Regions from separate parts of the Gossypium arboreum genome. Here region 1 is linked to region 2. The links are chromatin contacts, called in public Hi-C maps. All regions are on one chromosome and are shown on one strand. Each heading gives the region's core, a stretch centred on a gene start, on an enhancer-like site or on the middle of the called end of the contact. The rest is flanking DNA. Distances are from core to core; before and after follow the strand shown. Region 1 holds the start of LOC108458276 (ABC transporter B family member 15-like). Region 2 overlaps LOC128291661 (a long non-coding RNA gene).

What was found. A called contact is a pair of places that touch in the nucleus more often than the background predicts.
Region 1: a Hi-C map of leaf shows a contact between it and region 2, with 3 times the contacts expected there. The contact joins the promoter of LOC108458276 here to the enhancer-like site in region 2. A contact is called at or near these places in 2 of 5 Hi-C or Micro-C datasets (both in leaf).

The regions. Positions count from the first base shown.
Region 1 is chr4:10,932,489-10,935,749 of ASM2569848v2, reverse strand. LOC108458276 (ABC transporter B family member 15-like) reads right to left here and starts at 1,692. Exons shown (of 7, transcript XM_017757611.2): 1 at 711-1,692. The coding sequence starts at 935.
Region 2 is chr4:10,867,409-10,870,570 of ASM2569848v2, reverse strand. LOC128291661 (a long non-coding RNA gene) reads right to left here. Exons shown (of 5, transcript XR_008281478.1): 5 at 2,589-3,162. Among protein-coding and RNA genes, the nearest start is that of LOC128291661, 5.4 kb to the right of the region's middle. Within about 2 kb of position 1,455, at least 1 of the 2 cell types and tissues checked has an H3K27ac peak or open chromatin away from gene starts, as enhancers often do. A contact at or near this core is called in leaf, where this site is marked.

The DNA of each region.
Region 1 (3,261 bases), core at 443-2,942, 65 kb before region 2:
ATACCAATTATCTAGGGCCAAGGCTGCTTCCTGAAAAGCACCATATTTAAATATTATATAGTATTTAAATTACTAATATTATATAAAATCTTGGAATAATTTTTTCGATTTTAAAATATTATAAATTATGTTTCGCGTTACTATCTAAATTTTTTATAACTATTGAAGTCTCAACATTTAAGAAATTATAATAAAATTATTCAATATTATGATATAAAAACATGAAATGATTTTAATTTAGAAAAAGTGAAATAAGTAATCTTCAATTTATATTAAGAATAAACATAATTTAAGTTTATTATTTTTCATTATGAGCGTAGGATGAAAATATTACTAACAAAATAACAAAAGTAAATATATATTAATTTGATTAATAAAATGTAAACAAATTTAAACTAAAAAAGTAATAAGTGATATATATTAAAAGTGTTATGAAAATGAAATTTTAATAGAATTAAATTGAAAAGGGTAACATATAAATTATAATTTTGAGGACGAAATCTAAATTTACATGATATAAGAATAATTTAATGTTGCAGTTTTATCCTTGTTTATCTTAAATAGCCTAAACAATAAGAATCGTCTTAAAATTTGGAGGGGGGTTGGGGCCCATGCCTAGCTACTCCCCTTCTTTTTACTGATTTGCATGTATGTGCGTATGCATGTGCCTTTTTTGGAAAAAAAACCAAGAAAAAAAAACGAAGAAAGACCTTGTTTATGTTATGAATGAACATGTCTGCAGTGAAAGCTGAAGAATCACCAAGATTGTTCATCAACTTGCTAGTAACAAGCAATACAAGAGGTGTACAAAAACCATCACCAACGGCTCCGATGAAGCCAAGAGTCATCAACCACATATCTACATCATCCGCATGCATGAAAATTGACCTTATGGATCCGTTTATCTTCTTCTGTTTCTCCTTCTCATTACCCATTTTGAGAAGAAAATAAAAACAGCACCCAAAGAATCTGTAAACCACTTAGGGTAGCACCGGGTGTTTCGTGTTTTTTGTTTGTTGTTGTTTTCTTTGCTTGCCTCCAAAAATAGTTGTCTTTTAAGACAAGTGAGAAGAGAAACAAGTGACAGGGTGATGCTTTTGGCTAAGTATTAAGAAACAAACATGAGAAATGTCTTGTATATATAGCTATTCTTCGTGTTGTGTGGCTTAGAGTTGGTAGTGAAGAGTAAACCACTGAAAGGAAAAATAATAATAATAAAGGGTATATTTATATGGTTACTAAAATAGTAAAAAAAAAAAAAGAAAGTAAATAGACCACGGATGTTGAAACAGCAAACGGTCCACTAATTGGACCAGATTAACTTGGATCGGACCAAAAAAGCCCACTTTTAAAAACTCTAAGCTAGCCCAGCCTAAATTAGTTAAAGCAAATGAAACAAAAAAGCCCTAGTCTATCAACACTCAACCCTCTGTTCGCCTCCCCCCCCCCTGCTCGCCCTCGCCTACGCAGATCAGTGGTTCGTGGCTTGCCCCTGCCATCATCCGCTGTCATTGTTTTCTAAACCTTTGAGCTTTAAAACAAAGGGAAACTAAACACTAAACATAATATGGAGAATTGAAGAACCCAGGAAATGTGAAAAGGAAAACTATTAGTAGTATAAAACTTGAAAAGTGGGTGCTGCATTTATGGGGCACCTGAAAATGGGAGAAAATAATAATGTTTAGCTCGGTGGAAGATAGCTGTCAACTATTTAACCACTATCTATTTTTAAAATACAAATATTATTTGACCTCTAATTTTATGAAAAAAATTATTTTAGTCATATCATTTAATTTTTCTCTTTTAATCTCTCGATTATTATTTTTATCAAAACACTCTCAAATAAATAGAAAAGTTAACATATATCAATTATACTGATTTGAAATTCACGTGGCAGTTCACATGCATGTTAATAATGATTAAAAAATTAAAATTTAAAAATATTTAAAACTATTTAAAATTCAAGAAAATAATAGAAAATTATTAAAATTATTTTGAGAATTCAAAAAATGTTAAAAATACAAAAACAATAAAAATTTTATTTAAAATTTATAGCAAATTATAAAATTATAAAATTTATTTAAAAACAAGGCAAAAAATCCAAAACATAGGAGAATAAGATGTCTCTGATGACATTTTGTAACCTTTCAAATAATTTAATACTCATTTTGTAATATTTGAAATTGAATGATTAAGATGTAAATTTATTGATTTTAATGACCTTAGGTGCAATTTATCAGATTTAATTTCAGAAATTATTTTTATTAAATTTTTATAAATCGTTTATTTAAATTATAATCGAAGTTTAAGAGAATTATGAATGGCGAATATCCAAATCAGCAGCAATCCGAATCCTATATGATAGCATCGAAATCATAATCTAAAACCTTTTTCCTCGTAACACTTAAAGAGGACCAAATCAGTGACAGGAAGTTGAATAGGGATGACATTTGTTGCAATTGAAGTTTGGAGACTCTTGTGCTGACATCGCAGGAGAGTTGAAAGAGTTGCATATGTCGTTTTATTTAGAGATATTCAAATGGTTGGTTCGATTAATATTCGAATCGAATTATTATTAATTAAATTATTTGAAATATAAAAATTATTAACCCTTAATCGAATTAAAACTTTTTAAAATATTTTAACTAAATTAAAATATTTCGATTAATTCGATCGGTTAATTGAATTAACCAGAATTTATATGTTTTTATCTTTTGATTAAAATAAGTATAAACATTTAAAAAAATACATTGCTAAATGTTCATTTTCTTTTATTTAATAGTTCAAAAACTTTAAATAGAGATGAAAATAACAAATAATAATTTAGAAACACTACATAAGTCTTGAAATTCAGTTAATTATCCATTGAAAATGACAAATAAGACATTAGTAATTACTCGGTTTTAAATTGAATTAATTGATAATCGAAATTTCAAAAAATTATTAATTGACTTTCAACCGAATTAAATTCGACTACCGACTGATTAACCAAATTAGATCGATTAATTCAATTTTACCATATTGGGAACACCCTCAATTGTATCTGTGGAGGAGAATAAGCGTTTAACGAGGTTTCCACCCAACATCGAAAGCAATAACAATGGTAATCATCAACTTTTGCTTGATCAAATTGATCTAACCAAAGTTTTGACCAACCAAGAGTGACCAATAAAATTTGGTTTAAGATTTAAGTATTTTGCATTTCTAACAAAAATAGTGTTGAGAAGTTAAAATGGCTATTTTAAAAAAGATGTAAATTAA
Region 2 (3,162 bases), core at 206-2,705:
ATATTTTGGGGAAAAATATGATATAAATGATTTTTTCTCTATTTAATTAATTTATCATCTTTAATAATTTTGATTTCCAATTTAGTCCTTAGCCTTTTTCTAATTTTCCATGGATGAATCATCCAAAAATATCTACTAACTTTTTATTAATGGTTTAATTACCATTTAAGGACCTCAATTTTTGAATTCCATAGCTATTTAATCCTTCTAGCTACTAGAATTCAACTTTTGCATTTTATGCGATTTGGTCATTTTCGTAATTAAACACATAATCGGTAAAAATTTCTTATCAAAAAATTCACATGACATTTCTAACATATTATGGACCATGTAATAAAATAAAAATTAATTTTATTTTCGGATCGGATTTGTGGTCCCGAAACCACTGTTCCGATTTCATTGAAAAATAGGCTATTACATGGCAAATAAGACTTTCCTGCAATTTTCTTTCAAAAGTATTAGCATGTAGTAGGGCATGAAGTCGCTACGTATTGTCTGGATGTTCTTAATGGTCGAAGAAACATAAAGGAGGTGAATCATACAAGTATAGTTCTTATCCCTAAGGTGAATTCAGCGAAACCTATGAGTCAGTTTCAACCCATTAGCCTTTGTAATGTGATTTATAAAATAATTTTGAAGGTGATTGTCAACAGATTTTGCTAGGTGCTTCATTTTTGTATTAATGATAGCCAAGGGGCATTTGTACCAGAAAGGAAAATAACAGATAACATTTTTATGGCTTATGAAATTTTACATTTGTTCAAGAAAAGAAGAGGAAATTCGAATAAAGGTTTCACTTTAAAACTCGATATGAGTAAAGCATATGACAGGGTCGAGTGGTATTTTGTGGAGTTTGATGCGAAGAATGAGATTTTGCTAGGAGTGGACTTCCCTTATAATGAGGTGTATCACTAGTGTTTCGTATATAGAAATGATCAATGGAAAGCATTGGGAGGAGTTTTGACCTACAAGAGGATTAAGGCAAGGAAATCTACTAAGCCCATACTTATTTCTAATTTGTGCCAAAGTTTTCTCATGTTTAATTGACATGGCCAGAAGAAAGGGGAGGCTTTTGGGGTCAAGGGTGGGGAGAAGTAATATTTCGGTGACCCATTTATTTTTTTACAGATGACAGTGTGTTGTTTGGAGAAGCGTTGACTGAGGGTGCAAATAACATGAAAAACGTGATCAACGAGTATGAAGTAGTATCGAGAAAAATGGTTAATTTTGACAAATCAGTAATCTATATAAGTGGTAATGTTGAACAAGAAATACAGGAACAGGTGGGCAGAATCTTGGGAGTGCAAATTTCTAATAATCCAAAGAAGTATTTGGGATTGCCAACAATGGTCGGTCGAAGGAAAAAGCATGCTTTTGTTGAAATTAAAGAACGTTTTAGCAAGATGATGAACAATTGGAGTGTACGCTACTTATCGGCTGAGGGTAAGGAAGTATTTCTTAAATCCGTTTTACAAGCTATTCCGATCTATGCTGTAACACCCGAAACCTGGCCCAGCCGTAATGGCCGAATCTGACGTGCCACATTGAAGTTAAAAATCCACGCTTTGTTTTAGTGTTTTAAAAAAACGGTCGTTTGATAAGGCTTAACCAAGTGAATGGAAGTCTGCACTGGTAGGTATCCAAAAAGCGAAGAGGTGAGCCATGAAGGTCGCTTAAGTACCAAGCTCTTGAATGGATCCAATCCTAGACATGCCCATAACCATTACCACACTTTGGTGCGAGGTTAGGTTTTGAGAAAAACGAGTTAGAATTCATTTAAGTAGATATTTTTGATAAACCGATTAATTGTATCGTTGCGTTACTTTGAAAACAATTATCATTTTCAAAATGTGGGCTAAGTCTAACCCATTTTGGATTGTTATCAGTAAAATATAGGGTATAAAATAAAATGATCCCAGAAAAATAATTAAAATGGCCTTATTACAACCCAAAACCAAATAATAATATTAATAAGATAAAACTTATAAAGAAATAAATCGGCTACTTATTGCAATTAAAAGAAAGAAGCGATGAGTGTGGCCATCTCCGAGTCCTCACGACTCCAAACCATCTAAGCTTAGGGATTACGGACAATTAGAAGCGGGTGAGTTTACGAAAACTCAAGTGTGTAATCCCAATAACATACAAACAAGTGAAAACACATGTCGAGACAATCGGGCCAAAGCCCTATTTAGTCTTGACATATCTTGGTCAAGCATTTTCATAAATCATATCATTTGGTCAAGCCTTTTCATAAATCATTTCACTGGGTCAAGCCTTTCTTCAGAAATGGTATGGCCCATAGGCCCATTTCAATATCACATGTAATGTCAATGGATGTATGCAAGCCCATTTCAATATCATATGAAATACCAATGAATGTATGCAAGCCCATTTGGGAGACTACTCGACCCACCATTCGCTACTCTCCACCGTACCAACCAACACACTATGTGGGAATGATTCAACCCACCCAACCAACACACCAACGGCAAGCATAGTGCTTTATCATATATCTGGAGGCCTAGCCTCTTTTAATAACTGGGGCAAAGCCTTTTTCAGTAAACTGGGGCATAAGCCCTTTTGCACTTCCTCTATCCATATAAAAACCCAACCCAATGCATTTATGAATACATCATGTGCATTTCATACATATCATGTGCATTTCATACATATCTTGTGCATTTTATACATATCATGTGCATATCATATCAATCATGTATATCATATCCCAGTATCAAATTTATAATTAAACCTTAGGGGTATAATGGTCATTTTTACCTAAGGGCAAAACAGTCATTTTCATACTATAAGGGTAATTTCATAATTTTACCAAATATCAAGGTTTTCCATGTTCATCAACAATTATCAATATTTCCAAGTGTTTAAACAATGATCTTTAACCCACTTTATCAAACTCAGGCTTTTAGGCCCAAAACCTCTAATGGGCCCTACGAATGCCGATTTAGCCCACTAAGCCTGCTTAATCCAAATTTTACAACAATACTAACCGTATTATCAAGCAACTTTTCCAGTTTCCATTTTCTATCAATTTTACCCAAATGGGCCCGAAAGCCCATTGGGCCCAATTCCAACCCATTGAGGCCCAACTTACCATCGTGTACAAAATTGTGCTCTTACCTATTCCATCGATCCAACCAC